Linked DNA regions of Mus musculus: regions 1, 3, 4 and 5 are each linked to region 2. The links are chromatin contacts, called in public Hi-C and HiChIP or PLAC-seq maps. All regions are on one chromosome and are shown on one strand. The core of a region is the stretch at or near the end of the contact, and the rest is flanking DNA. Distances in the headings are between cores, read along the strand shown. Region 1 has its middle 180 kb from the start of Mir3961. Region 2 overlaps Mef2c (myocyte enhancer factor 2C). Region 3 has its middle 200 kb from the start of Mir3961. Region 4 has its middle 99 kb from the start of Gm33073. Region 5 overlaps Gm33073 (a long non-coding RNA gene).

Region 1 (2,788 bases), core at 238-2,737, 770 kb after region 2:
TCATACTTGTGGATCACAGCACTTGTAGCTGTGTTTGAGGTTTGCTTTCTCTTCTGGTAGTGGGCTGAGTACCTTCAAGTACCAAGAACATAGTCAGTAGGGGTGAAGGCTCTAGCTAAGAATTAGCTCGAATCAATCAATGTGATTGTGTTTCCTTCAGCAATAGGGCCTTACAATCAGTTTGTGGAGAGCAAACATTATCTTTGGCAAAAGCCTGATCTAATGGGGAGTTTTCATGGGGTTCCTTTGGCTAATGATTAAACTACATATAATCCATTCTTGGTGCTGGAGGATTCACGTGGTGGCAAGGTGAGAAGAGAGATATCTAATTGAGCCATTGTCTTCCCAATCACTTGGCAACTCCATTTAAACTTATTTCATAAACTTATATACCTTTACAAGCTTCTACAGTAGTAGGTTTCCATATGACCCCTCAAATAGCCGTTACTTTTACTTGCCCCTTGCTGTATCTCCATTCTTGTTCCTCTCCTTCCTCCCTGTTTTATCTTCCTTCTCCAGTCTGCCTCCCATCTCTTCACACCTATATATTCTATTTCCCCTTTCTTAGGAAATTCTCCTCTCTCTTCCATTCCTTATTTAATACCTAAACTCTGTTCCTATTCTGATATAGCATGCCTATGGAATGTGGGTTAAAATGGGATCCCCTGCTTGGGACTTGGGATGATTGGTGAGGCAGGAGGTGGGAAGTTTTGACTGCTTGTTCACCACACCCTTGCTAGGTGGCTTTGGGCTATGAGAAGCTGCAGGACCTGCTCTCAGGGTGGGGAGGCACAGTCTGAGGTCGCTGAGGAAAGTCAGACTGGCTCTGGAGTCCCAAGGCCTGCACGGAGGCCAAGGAATCAGATTCTCAGACTCTTGGGCATTCCAGATGCTGCTGGATGCTGTGGAAGAGCCGAGAATGGGGGGCAGCAGCTGATTCTAGCTCTGAACAGAAGGGATCAGGGTGGGAGGAGGGCTTCGACTGGGTACCTCGAGAGGGAGGAGAGAGTCCTTTTCTTGCTTGGCAGGTGACTTGGCTCGGTGGAGACAGTGGCTGGGAGCACAGAGAGGTCTTCTGTGAGAGGCTAGACTTGGCTCTTTAGACAAAGGCTTGCTCCATTGCTCCCCACAGCAGATTGCGATGAACAGAGACAGTCCATGGCTTTAAGGCATTTATTGTCATGGTGGAGCGTTGTGATTAGTAAAACTATACCGTTCTTTCTCAGGGTGGACTGGGGGTTAAATACCATTTGCAAGGAGGGGTGTGTAGGAAGGAGCCCATCATGGCTTTAGGTGCCTCATTAAAATGGAGATCTGTCTTGAGGCTATATGATCTGTGCTCATATATGATCTGCCTGCAGAGGTAGGCTTGGGGTGTTGCCTTTACATGACTAATGGCCACAGAATTATGAGGATGTGAGGCCTGTCAGGAGCCTGGTGTCTAGGAGTGTGCAGAACCACCTGCTGGGTCACCAGGGTTTTAAAGCTAGCTCAACCGGAAACCTTTTACCATCCCACAATGGAATATTTATAGACTAATAAGCACATATAAAAGAAAACATGTATGTTGGTTTGGGGTGTCAGTATTTCACTTATGATCTTTCTAGCTACATTTATAGAGTCAATAGAGGGTTATTGTTGCAGGATTTTCCCTCTTTGATCACATTAGGGCAGAGGGAGGCTTGTGATTGGACAGGAGAAGGGAGGTGGAGTGAGGTGTTGAGGAGACAGAGAGGTCAGAGGAGGAGAGGGAGATCCAGAATGGAGGCTGACGTGGTGTTAAAAAGGTTAGAATAATTGTGTTAAAGCTTTATTTATCATTGTTATTGGCTCTGAAATTATTGTTTTGGCATCCTGTAACTTGTGTTATTATTGATACATAAATCTGATTGGCTAATTAAGCATTAAGAGTCTTGATTCTACAGGGTAATTAGATGTTTAGATGGCTAACCAGGAATGTGTGGGGCACTGTGTGAAAACGAGAAACTGAGATGGGAGGCTTCTGAGAGATGGCCTGGTGGGAGCCATGTGACCTAGGAGGGCTGGCAAGTTGTCAGGCTAAGAGACCAAGCAAGTGAGATCACCTGGTACAGGGGCTAGTTCTAGATATTTCACACAACAGGTTATTGTCTAAAATATATAAATAACTTTAAAAAGTGAACATCAAGAAAACAAATAACCCAATTAAAAATGGGATGCATGACTAAACTAAGAGGCCTCTAAGGATGAAAGACAAATGACTGAGAAACAGATAAGTGTTCAACATCCTTATTGGAACAAGGGAAATACAAATCAAAATTATTTTAATATTTCATCTTATACCAACCAGAATGGCCAAGATAAATTAAAACAAAACAAAGCAAAACAAAAAACAAAACAAAACAAAAGAGCTCATATTGGTTAAGATGTTGGGAAACAGCAACATTTTTTTCAGGGCTGGTGTAGTGCAAACTTTTGCAGCCACTATCCAGATAGTTCCTTCATAAGGTTCCTTATGAAGATGGGAATTGATTTACTTCAAATTCTAACTATACCACTCTTGGACATTAGCCAAAGGATACTACATACTAATACAGACAGACTTGTTTCTCCATGTTAATTAGTATTCTATTAATAACGGCCAGAAATTGTATCTATTATTTCTAAGCATCAGTACAGGTTGGTAAATAGTTCATGGGTAGGATCCTTGGTTTCTACATGAAAGACCTCTGGTCCTATATAGAACACTGAAGTAAGAAACCAACAATCCTTCAATGAGAATACTGCAGTAGTAGTAAGAAGAGTTTTC
Region 2 (2,700 bases), core at 146-2,645:
GCTGAGGGAGGATTTTACCCAGCATCTTTAAGAAAACTGGGAGGGATCTGCTTACAAAGGAGCCAGTGAAAACAGGGTTCTCTTCGTAGGTGCTCTTTGGAGAAGATGGTCAGTGGGGACTTCCAATTTTATGATGATATGTTAGAAGTAGAGACTACCCAGTTTCAGAACAGTGATAGAAACTGGTCCCTGAATGGTTAGACATCTGCAACACTGGAAAGGGTGGTCTTGGAAAAGCCTATGTGTATGGATCTTTCTTGAGTCTATGGCAATAGCTTCAGAAAGAAAACAAGGAGTTGGGAGGGGAACGCACAAGCATGTTTCAAAGAGATACTTACAGAAATGTTTTGCTATGCCAATACTAATTGTATGAAGTCATGGTTTCATTATGACATGCTCGCACACTTACACAATGCACTTCAATATATTCACCTTCTCTTGTTCCTTCTACCCCACGTTGGCTCCTTTCTTCCCAAACTGTCCCACTGGGGACTCTCTGAATTAAAATATATTTGGGTCATGTGGTCCAAAACACACTTATTCTTCATATCCAATTCATTTACCTGCTTTGTTTCATGAATAAATGAATAGGCTGAATATATAAAAACTCGCAAGGTTCAATCTTGCAACTGGATCATGGTAAAAATTAACAAGTATCTTGAGGCAAAATGAAAATAAAACAAATGAAACATCCCCAAAACAAGTGCCAACTACAAAGTCGTTGTTTAAGAAATTTGCACCGAATTTGAATACAAATTAGTCTTCTATAATAAAACATCAAGAAAAGTTGCTAAATTATAGCTAGGAAAATATGTCAAACCCCAAATTATCTGTTACAGTTAATTTGGACAGTGTTTGATGGTAAAAGTTCTTACTTGAAACAATACATTTACCCTTTCTCACTAAAAGAAATATAAACAAATCGTACTCTGTAAGAAAGATAATGGGTGAGTTAGGCTGCACAGAGGAGTTCTGTGTTTAATGGGTCTCCTTGGAACGTTATTTTGTGTTAGGGCCTTTAACAGAATTGTAGAGTCCCTACACGAAAAGGAAAGGAGGAGACCAAGATATCTGCAGCATGCATTCCTGCCTGCTGAAGTTTGAGTGCGCGCGCGCGCACACACACACACACACACACACACACAGACACACACACACACACACACACACACACACACACACAGACACACATCACAAACATGTTAACCCTCTGTGAGATCTGGTTTAAATAAACAATCAAATGGAAAGTTAGCCAAGTAATTTCAAAAGAAGAAGAAGAAGAAATGTCAGTTAAGCAGGGCAGTGAAGCCTGAAAGGATGAGAAACTAAAATCCTGCCTGGGTAGATGCTGGTGCTGGTTTGCATGGAGCAGTAATTCTGCTAAAAGGAAGTAAAACCACTTCACGACATGTGCTGTCCTAAGATAGGACAAGCACGGGGCCAGTGTGAGAAAGTGGAGAGCTTCACAGAGGCTGTGCAAAAAAAAAGTCTCTTCAAAAACATTTTCTATGGTAAACTCAGAGACAGTCCAAAAAAAGCCCCAGTCTTTCTGCCCACATTTTAAAACAGCGCTTTGGAGCGGCAGTGAGCAGGGGAAAAGGAAGCACACATACGTGGTTTTCCACTCAGTAAACACCTCAGAAGCAAAAAATGGAATCAAAAGCATTCTATGTCTCTCTTGAAATATGTGCTGCTATTTGGAAATTACACCATTTTAGAAGATTAGTTCCATAGTTTTAAGGTGTCATGTACATGTTAACCCTGTGTGAGATCTGGTTTAAATAAACAATCAAATGGAAAATTAGCCAAGTAATTTCAAAAGAAGAAGGATAAATGGCAGTTAAGCATGACATTTTTACACTTATATTTTCGGAGCATAAAATTATTTTTTATGAACAAATAAATGCTATTTTTTATGAGTGAATTTCTGCTATTTTTAGAATATTGTGCCAGCTAGCATTTTGGAGAAGTATAATAACCATTTCTGTTTCCAGCCACCAAATTGTTATTCTTTTGGCATAATATAGATTCAGGAATGTGAGACTGTGGACCCTAGACCAGTGATATTGAAACCTATCATTTGGAAGTCAATGATGAATGCATGTGTGTGGCTCATTGCTAAGAAGAGCCTGCATTTAAGTTGGCTGGGAAACCGCAGCCTCCTTTTCGCTCAGAATGCTTTGGCCTGTGTGGAGGCTGAGGGCCCACCTTAAGATAAATTCACCAGAGAGCATGGCCACACTTAACTTCAGGGACCCAGGAGGTGGGAAACACCACCTCTCGACAACCTTCTAATATACAGATTCAACTTTCTTGATGCTATGTTTCAAAATTATACTCTACTGGGACAATTATCAATTTAGACGTGACCGTATGCAGATGTCACATTCTTCTGACCACTTGAAAGGACAAAAATTATAACGTATGGTAAATGGATTTCCTGATTATACATTATAGGAAAATGAGGTACAGAGTGACTTTAGAGTTCAATGAAGCTTTTATAGTTTCATTTGATTAAAAATATTGTTTCTTATGAACCAATTTAGGCTTTTATGATGTAGTCACGTGAAGGATAACAGATTCTACCTCTGCTCCTACAAGTGTCTAATAAACAATGAAAGCAGTGTAAATAGTCAAGATTTCAAATATAGTGGTAATTTTTCCCCACAGTTAACTTAAAAGCACTTTTCTGCCTTTTCT
Region 3 (2,843 bases), core at 28-2,527, 750 kb after region 2:
TAATTAATTTCCAAGATATTTAAACAAAACTCTTCCCAAATCCTAGTGCCTCCATTTAACACAATGGTTTCTTTTTTTGAACTGTATTATTTTTTCCTACATAGATATTTAGTGCCCAAACAGGTCACCACTATGATAATCATCAATTCTTAAATATTGATCACTAATTTGACAGCTAAAATATTATTGATAAAATGGTGGCATATTAACTTTAGTAACTTATTTGAATAACCTTTATTAATAAATTATGCTGTTATTTAAAAGAATATTGACGGTTATTTTTGAAAGTTTCAGGTGACGCTGGAATTTAAAATCCTTTTTTCTATGTACTAAGATAAAGGTTTAATGACTTATATCATCTGGTCTGGAGATGTTTACACAAAGCCATTTAGAAGAGATATTTAAAGACCATTTAAATCTTTCTCTTTCTGATTTGTCTGATTTTTCAAGGGTATGGCAAAGATAATTTACATCAGCTCTTCACCTTAAATGAACTCATTGTAGAAAATAACATATAAGTAAAAAATTGCTATGTTTTAGACAAAAGACATTGCTTTAGGAACATGATTCTTATCCCAATGACCTTCAATGAAAATTCAAGCATATTTTTTGTTTCATTCCATAATTTATAATTTTAACACTTAGAAGTCATACATAAGTATCCACAGATGTGCAGACTCCTCTCAGAGCTGTCACAATTCAATAATGTGTAACCAATGTACAGCCCTTTGTAATTTGATGTATAATCTTGAACTTTGAATATGCTCTTTTGAAAAAATACGAAGGAAATGAGAAGTACTTTTAAAAATTTATGTCCAGTGTGATGCCCAGGTACTTAATACTGAGGTAATAGTGTTTAGAAAAGTCTGTGAACAGATGAAATCAAAGAACCTCTATGAATCTTTACATTCCTGCTTAGCCAACCATCCACTTTCTTTCTGTCTCTCTTTCTTGGCCTGCATATGGCAATTAGAAAAAGAGAGTATACCTGGCAATTTAAGTTTCTAAAAGGAGAACATCTGTTTATATCTTTTAATTTTTTTCTTTTTATTAACAAATTACTTTTTGATAATGTGGAGAATTTGAGCTAAGTACCAAGGGCTGAGAGTACACTCTTCAAAAAAAAGGCCTGGGGAGCACACTCCATGAAACTTAATTCAAATCAAGGAACAATCGCTGTGGGTATTGTGGGCATGAACTCCTGCAGAGTACCGGAGGCCTTACAGGAAGCTGTCACCGGAAAGGAAACACACATAGAAATAGTCTGTAACCCATCTGTAGCTACAGCGATGGACCAAGGCTTTCATGGGAACCTCCCAAGCATGGCCACCTACCCAAGTCTTCACAGAGTCAAGCTTCTCTTTTCTAAAAGAAAAAAAAAAGCATGTTTTTCTGACACTGTATCTTTTGAATACCTTCAGAACACTAACTCTTTCTTTTTACAAAGACTCAACATTACTTCTTCACTTTTCTGGCACTTAAATTTTCTTAGGTTGGTAGAATTACCAATGAAAGGATTAAGAAATTTATTTTTTCACAGTCACAATGTTATTTTCTATCTGTCAATAGAGACAACCCCTCACGTTTGTGTTATGTATAATATGTAAATTACTAATAAGAAGCAGCTTTGATTAACTGTCACCTCTTTAAAATTTAATCTTATTTATTTTTTAAAAAATCATTAATCAGTACATAGTTTTTTAATATGCACAGTTTTCATGGATGTAATTATTTTCACAGATAAAATATTCATAAATTTGAATAATACCATTATAAATTAAATATAACCAATATGTTATCCATATTCTCTCTTGTCTGAAGGACTGAAAAACTTGTTTCAAACTTTAGTTCTTCTTAAAATCATATCTGATTATATGAACAAAATTATGGTTCCCTGTTTTATGTGAATACCTGGGGACTTTTGGTGCACAAGAGGGTGTACATAGGAAGCCTGCTAGTCTCCACACAAATCTATTCATTGAAAGGTTGCTTGCTCTAGCCATTGGTGATGTCTATTATAACTATCTAAAGTAGCCAAACAAAGAAAAGTCTAGTCATGAAACTATGTAACTTTTCTGATAATTAATTTAATTTTTATTATAGATTATTCCAAAGATATTTGTTGACACTTATTTCACATTATTTGAACAGATACTCAGAGAACCAGACTAACAAGCATCTTGGTGAAGAAGGTGGGGTATATAAATAAAATCTGGTTCTGAACAGCATTTTTAAAAATTAATCATTTTATTCAATTACATTTCAAATGATATCCTCTTTCAAATTACCCTCCACAACCCCCTCATCCCATTCCCATTCTCCTCCCTCCCCTTTGCCTCTATGAGGATTTTCCTCCACCCACTCACCTATTCTGGTCTCATTGCCCAAGCATCCCCCTAGACTAGGGCATCAAACCTCCACAGGACCAAGGGCCTCCCTTCCTATTGATGTCAAATAAGGCTATCCTCTGCTACATATGTATTTAGTGTCATGGATCCCTCCATGTATACTTTTTGGTGATTTAGTCTCTGGGAGCTCTGGATGGTCCAGTTCGTTGATATTGTTCTTCCTATAGGGTTGCAATTTCCTTCAGCTCCTTCAGTCCTTCTCCTCGCTCTTCCATTGGGGTCCCCTTGTTCAGTCCTATGGTTGACTGTGAGTATATGCATCTGTATTGGATAGGTGCTTGTAGAACCTCTGAGTAATCAGCCATACGAGGCTCCTGTCACCAAGTGCTTCTTGGCATCAGCAATAGTGCCTGGGTTTGGTGTCTGCAGGTGGGATAGATCTGCACCTACCTAGGAGGTAGGGTGATCACTGAGTGGCCTTTTGCTCAGTCTCTG
Region 4 (2,759 bases), core at 220-2,719, 630 kb after region 2:
AATGACTTCACAAGCTTAAGACACTATTTAAAGACCAAAATCAGCAAATATGAAGTTGACATTTTCATAACAAAGAAAAAGATAAAAGAAAGTAGTTACCCATTGTTTAGTCTCTGTTAGGGAACAAATACTCATAAGTAAACTGTAGCTGGAATCAAAATGTAGTTTGAGATAAACAATGGAATGGCCTCCAAGATAAAATTACAGTACTCATTTTCCGATTGTTGCTTGGTTCTGTGGAGTTCTGTGAGGAGGCAGGACTGTGGGGTTCTGATTCTGTTCTCATGTCTCACCACCATGTCTCACCTTAGCTAATGTGCTTTAGCTACTTGCTTGAGTTTAGCCATTTGCTGACTATCTGGAACTATTTTATAATCACACTACCAGAAATACCAGAGGAAAAAGGAAGAGAAGAAAGAAGGAAGAAAGAAAGGAAAGAAGAGAAAAAGGAAGGGAGAAAAAATAAAACAAGAACTTTAGCCTAATTACTTTACATTTCTAGGGGTGGTGTCTACCCAATTCTGGTATCTACACAGTTAAAGGTTCCCTAATAACTCCAATTTATCTGCCATTGGCTTCCACCACTGAGTTTATCCTTGAAAATAGGAAGATTCTGATCCCCTATCACCACTACAGGTTTCTGAGAGGAAGCTTTTTGGTTGTTGTTAAACTAACTTTTTCCTATTTATAATAATTTCCATTTTATACTTTTCTGGTTGCTTTGATCCTTGTAAAGATGTGGTTAAATCTGTCATAAAATTTGATCAAGAAAATGTTTTTTTTTTGTTTTTTTGTTTTTAACAAAGAAAACAGCTTTCAAGGAATATGTTCGGCTCACACTTTGCCACAGGCTGTGATGGATAGGGAGGGTTGGATGAGATAGTAACATAGGAATCATTGTGTCCACAAAGTGACTAAGCTCCATTGCAAACTAGGCTAATATTGTCTCCAAAACACTTGTTCATTATCCAGTAGACATGCTTGTTAGTCATTTCTTAGGACAAAACAAAATGAAATACAGCACCAATAAAAAACAAATACAGTCTCAGGCTAAAGCCTTATCTGTTTAGAATCTGTGGGAAAACATTCTCTCATGAATTTATAGTGTTCAATAGTTTTCATTCACACCCACATTCTGATCTATAACACTGAATAACTTAATATGAAAAGCAAACAATGCAGATAACTCAGTGATTAAGACACAAACAAACATCCAGGCATTATACTGTAAGCGAATAGACCTTAACTCTTCTGGCAGATTTCCCAACCATCCCATCCCCTATAACTTCACAGTAAAGGAGAGAATTTTATTGTTGACCTCCCTAAAACTGGGGTCAGTAATTAAGGCACGCATGTGCCAAACAGCCTGAGGACTTATTTTCATTGGCATGCATGCTTGTAGGGTTCTCTTGAGAGAATAATCACCAGCTGCATTTTGTGACATGTGAGAATGTGTGGGTGGAATAACCACTTCCCCACTTATCTTCTGCTTGTGTCAATATCACGCTTGCCCACCTGGCTCACCAGAGAACAGGGAGTATCAACAATGCTTTCCTCTTGCTGACGGACATCAGTCCCAGCTATGCCCACAGTACAGTCCTTCTTTTGTCCATCTCCAGGAAGCTGTAAAGGATTATCAAATGCACACAACAATAAACAAATGAAAAAGCAGCATCAGATGAGAACTCTGGACCCATGGGGCATTTTTTTAACCATCTCCATGGAATTTAGACAATTTTTCAGAAAGGCAGAGTCAGAACTGTTTGGGATTTAAACCTATAGTTTCTGGCTCTGAAGTCTATATTTGATCCATGTTCACTGAACCTAGATTTTCCTAGATGGCAGTTGCTGTTCATCAAAAGAAATCTCTTATTTTCTTCTGGAATAATTGTTTCAAATTTATCATCGTAAAAGTATTTTGTTATAAATGATTTGGAGATCTGTGAGTTCAAAGCCACTGATCTCTCAGTAGAATGCTTGGAGCCTTTAGCATACTGTGTAGGCTGAATCCTGAGCAGTGTGGTCAGAATGGGCAGAAACCATTCTGTAAGTCTGCATGGTGCCTCTGCTGTCATCTCCTTTAGTCAGTTTCAGTTGAGCAGCATGGACAAAGTGTTCAGTTGGATTCCCTCTTTCTTACACATATGTAATATTTATAAATTATGTAAAGAAATAAAGATTTGTCTATGTTTTATAAGCCTTATTGATTGATTTTTAATTGACTTTACGTTTGTTTGGGGTGGCTAAACTCAGAATGATTATTTAAGATCTAATGAAAGTTAACATGCATACTGCTCTACTTATTGAATTTACTATTTTTAGACAATTTGTAGTTCCATAAAATGAGTATCCACTAGTAATAATATACAGGGGAGTTTAGCAGGAACTTCAAGGGTGTCCTTAAAATCTAATGGATTTTTACTAGTACAAAAGGCTTCCTTGTAGTAGTATGATCAATATTACATTTCCAAAATTACCTCTTAGCAAAATGCTCATAGTCAATCATGTTATTCAATTTGTTGAGGATTTAATACAATTTAACATTTGTTATGAGTTCTGTACAGGAAGGCAGAAGTCCTACTGATTTTCAGAGATCTTTAGAGGTGATTTTTCACATCAGCCCGTCATTAGTTTATAGATTTTTTTTAAACCTGTCCCTAGAAGATGTTCCTATATCTGCTTCTGGTCTCTGGGTGTAGAGCAACCTATCAGTTACATGCTTGGGAGCTGCCTGTGAACTATACCTAACATTCTTTACT
Region 5 (2,700 bases), core at 167-2,666, 540 kb after region 2:
AGATCTGAAACATACTTTGAAGATGTAGAGCTTGGAGTTTTCTCAGCTGTTTTTAGCCATGGTCCAGTGTTTCTTCATGGTGTTCCCTTTTCTCCCTTTGGGACTTGCAATGTCTATTCTATACCACTGTTTGTTGGAAAGTATGGTGAATCTTTTAAATTAAATTTCTTTTAATTTTGATTTTATAGAAAATTAGGGTAAAAAGAATGCCACCAGTCCTCAAAAGGAGTGTGAACTTTATGCTTTTAAACAATGTTGAGACTGTGCTAAACTATGGGGATATTCTAAGTTGAACTGAATACATATTTGCATTATGATATGGCTATAAGCCTATGGAGGCCAGGGAGTGGAATGTGGAGGTTTAAATAAGAATGACCTCAAATATATAAGCTTATATATTTAACTGTTTGTTAGCCAAGGAGTGGCACTTGTAGCCTTGTTGAAGAAAGTGTGTCACTGTGGGTTAGGTATGAGGTTTCAAATATTCAAGCCTGCTCCAGTGATTGTCTCTTTCTGCAGCCTGCTGATCCTGACGAAGCATCTGCCTGCATGTCAACATGCTTCTACATGACAAGTGACTAAACCTCTGAAAGTACAAGGTGGCTCCAACTTAATGTGTTCCTTTATAAGAATTGCCATGCTCATAGTGCGTCTTCACGGCAACAGAATACAGACTAAGACACAAAGTGTGCATTGATTGCTTAAACACACACACACACACACACACACACACACACACACACACACACACACACACGAGACAGAGACACTTGAAAAAGCACTTCTATTTGTTGAAGATGTGGCAGACCGCTTGCAATGTTTTGCTTCAGGCCTAGTGTTTTCTGGGATTTCATCTCCAGGTTCTACATTTATGGCTTTGCCCTCTCACAGATGACAGGTTTGCTCAAGTGAGAGGAAAATAACTTAGGTGAATCCATATATTAATGAAGGGTAAAGGGATAAAGCTAGTAGTCTATGTTCAAAGTACTATGGTTTTAATTTTAAGTGTCTTTGCTCTCAGACACAGGCATAATTAATCCAAAAATTGATGCCCCTGAACTCCTTTGGAAAGTTTTCTCTGTATCTAGGCATTTTTTCAGTCAGCAAATTTCTGGAAGTTTGACATCAGTGAGTTCTCACAGGCCTTCCATACTTTGTTGTTGTTTATTCCACTTGACGAATTTATAACATGAGGTCACACTCTATCCATGAAGCTTTGCTTTCCATCTGTTCTCCATCTTTACTCTATTATTAGTCCAGGCTTCTGGGATTTTGATCCTGCTTCATTTCCAGGACCCTTGTTGACGTCAGTGAGCACCCTAGGCAGAGGACTGCATGGTAATCAGCATGGCTCCACAGACTGTCTACAGAAGAACGCTTGGTCTCTGTGATACTGTGCGTTCGTTGGATGAACTCCTGCTTACTTCCTATGAGCAGTGGAGCTCACACCGAATGTTTAATGCAACCTCCAGTACAGGATGATATACTTGCTTCACCACCTATGTGTATTGACTTTCTGCTAAAAGGCTTTTATCATAAATTTAAAGAATTACCCAAATACATCTCAGGCTGTTGCTGAGAATGCAAGGTTTTTAACTATGTTTCTCCTACATTGATTTCAGTTAATATATTTTAACCACCCCCTTATTTTACTATGCCTTTTAATTTGTTATTCATTTGTTTCAAACCAGAACTTTACAGAAGCACTCTAGACCCACAGGAACTGAAATAGTTTGCTTTCATTATCTGGTAGACCTTCTCGAGTCAGTAGCCCTGGCAGAAACCACAAAACTGTACAAACTGGCAACTGTGGGTTTGTCTGTTCTCTATTGATTCTATTTCTAGAAACACACACACACACACACACACACATCAATGAATAAGCTATGTGATGGTACTCTTTAAGCTACCATCAGAAGGGGAATAGGGACATTTTGCAAGCAGGTCAGGATGGGACCTAAGGTTTTTAATTTGCATTTATGCATGGATTTTGATAGCAGTTCTACAACCTGATTTGCCGAAGTCTATTATTTCTAAATATGCTATTAAAATTGTGGAGCACCATGAATCAAATTGTTTAAAATCTAATAAGCTTCATAATAAAATGCTCATATTGACTAGTTTGAATACTTACTTTTTTTTTTCTTCTGAGAACTGCAAAGCAACTCCACCATAATTTTTTAAGGGAAAAATGCACTTATATATTTTTAAAGACTGAGAAGCTGTGACCCTTGAATTGTTCTCCTCTGTGATCTATCACTATGTAGAGTGTTATTTACTTAATAATTTTATTAATTAATTTTGTTATATTGCATGCCCTAGTGAAAAAATTCTGAGTTTGGCTTTAATAGCTGTGTGCCCTTGGACCTTTCTTTTCTCATCCATTAAATACTAAATGATCAAAAAACCTCTAGTGACTGTCCTAATATGCAAATTCAAAACCAGTCTTTGACAGCACAGGAGAAATATCTATAGTGGAAAAGATCATAGGTAGTGGAGAACAGAATACTGTGAAGTACACACATGCCTTCATACACATATACACGTTCAACAGAAAAACCAAAATAGCTCCTCTCTCCTCCTCCCCCAACAATGACAATGCAGCCATCTGTTGGATGTTCCACTTCACTTAGCAGCTGCTCTCAGATACAGAAATCTGCATTCCTGCAGCTTGTGTGGTATGCGGGCAGCATGTGTGGG

Evidence for each region. HiChIP or PLAC-seq counts read pairs in DNA pulled down with a chosen protein or histone mark. A called contact is a pair of places that touch in the nucleus more often than the background predicts.
Region 1: a CTCF HiChIP or PLAC-seq map of pro-B cells shows a contact between it and region 2, with 15 times the contacts expected there. The contact joins two enhancer-like sites. A contact is called at or near these places in 2 of 15 datasets of contacts at CTCF or cohesin (the NIH/3T3 cell line and pro-B cells), 4 of 484 Hi-C or Micro-C datasets (Sertoli cells, bone marrow-derived macrophages, cardiomyocytes and 1 more), 1 of 115 datasets of contacts at active chromatin or transcription factors (large pre-B cells) and 1 of 9 other capture datasets (embryonic stem cells).
Region 3: a contact with region 2 is called in a RAD21 HiChIP or PLAC-seq map of pro-B cells, with 11 times the contacts expected there. The contact joins two enhancer-like sites. A contact is called at or near these places in 2 of 15 datasets of contacts at CTCF or cohesin (large pre-B cells and pro-B cells), 7 of 484 Hi-C or Micro-C datasets (B cells, CD4 T cells, Sertoli cells and 4 more), 3 of 115 datasets of contacts at active chromatin or transcription factors (fibro-adipogenic progenitors, large pre-B cells and pancreatic cancer cells) and 1 of 9 other capture datasets (embryonic stem cells).
Region 4: an SMC1A HiChIP or PLAC-seq map of large pre-B cells shows a contact between it and region 2, with 9 times the contacts expected there. The contact joins two enhancer-like sites. A contact is called at or near these places in 2 of 15 datasets of contacts at CTCF or cohesin (the NIH/3T3 cell line and large pre-B cells), 3 of 484 Hi-C or Micro-C datasets (bone marrow-derived macrophages, forebrain and pre-B cells), 2 of 115 datasets of contacts at active chromatin or transcription factors (VIP interneurons and large pre-B cells) and 1 of 9 other capture datasets (embryonic stem cells).
Region 5: a contact with region 2 is called in a Hi-C map of pre-B cells, with 4 times the contacts expected there. The contact joins two enhancer-like sites. A contact is called at or near these places in 1 of 39 promoter capture datasets (pre-B cells), 2 of 15 datasets of contacts at CTCF or cohesin (large pre-B cells and pro-B cells), 10 of 484 Hi-C or Micro-C datasets (the G1E-ER4 cell line, the HPC-7 cell line, bone marrow-derived macrophages and 7 more), 4 of 115 datasets of contacts at active chromatin or transcription factors (the 230-238 cell line, fibro-adipogenic progenitors, large pre-B cells and 1 more) and 1 of 9 other capture datasets (embryonic stem cells).

What each region holds. Positions count from the first base shown.
Region 1 is chr13:82,876,965-82,879,752 of GRCm38.p6, reverse strand. No RefSeq gene overlaps it. Among named protein-coding and RNA genes, the nearest start is that of Mir3961, 180 kb to the right of the region's middle. Within about 2 kb of position 1,487, at least 1 of the 459 cell types and tissues checked has an H3K27ac peak or open chromatin away from gene starts, as enhancers often do. A contact at or near this core is called in pro-B cells, where this site is marked.
Region 2 is chr13:83,648,711-83,651,410 of GRCm38.p6, reverse strand. All of the region lies in intron 6 of Mef2c (myocyte enhancer factor 2C), which reads right to left. It overlaps Gm52044 (a long non-coding RNA gene), which reads left to right. Exons shown (of 3, transcript XR_003950630.1): 3 at 1-2,700. Among named protein-coding and RNA genes, the nearest start is that of Gm52044, 12 kb to the left of the region's middle. Within about 2 kb of position 1,395, at least 70 of the 459 cell types and tissues checked have an H3K27ac peak or open chromatin away from gene starts, as enhancers often do. A contact at or near this core is called in the 230-238 cell line, pre-B cells and pro-B cells, where this site is marked.
Region 3 is chr13:82,898,290-82,901,132 of GRCm38.p6, reverse strand. No RefSeq gene overlaps it. Among named protein-coding and RNA genes, the nearest start is that of Mir3961, 200 kb to the right of the region's middle. Within about 2 kb of position 1,277, at least 14 of the 459 cell types and tissues checked have an H3K27ac peak or open chromatin away from gene starts, as enhancers often do. A contact at or near this core is called in pro-B cells, where this site is marked.
Region 4 is chr13:83,019,746-83,022,504 of GRCm38.p6, reverse strand. No RefSeq gene overlaps it. Among named protein-coding and RNA genes, the nearest start is that of Gm33073, 99 kb to the left of the region's middle. Within about 2 kb of position 1,469, at least 26 of the 459 cell types and tissues checked have an H3K27ac peak or open chromatin away from gene starts, as enhancers often do.
Region 5 is chr13:83,111,632-83,114,331 of GRCm38.p6, reverse strand. The region is part of intron 1 of Gm33073 (a long non-coding RNA gene); the gene reads left to right. Among named protein-coding and RNA genes, the nearest start is that of Gm33073, 7.6 kb to the left of the region's middle. Within about 2 kb of position 1,416, at least 66 of the 459 cell types and tissues checked have an H3K27ac peak or open chromatin away from gene starts, as enhancers often do. A contact at or near this core is called in the 230-238 cell line, pre-B cells and pro-B cells, where this site is marked.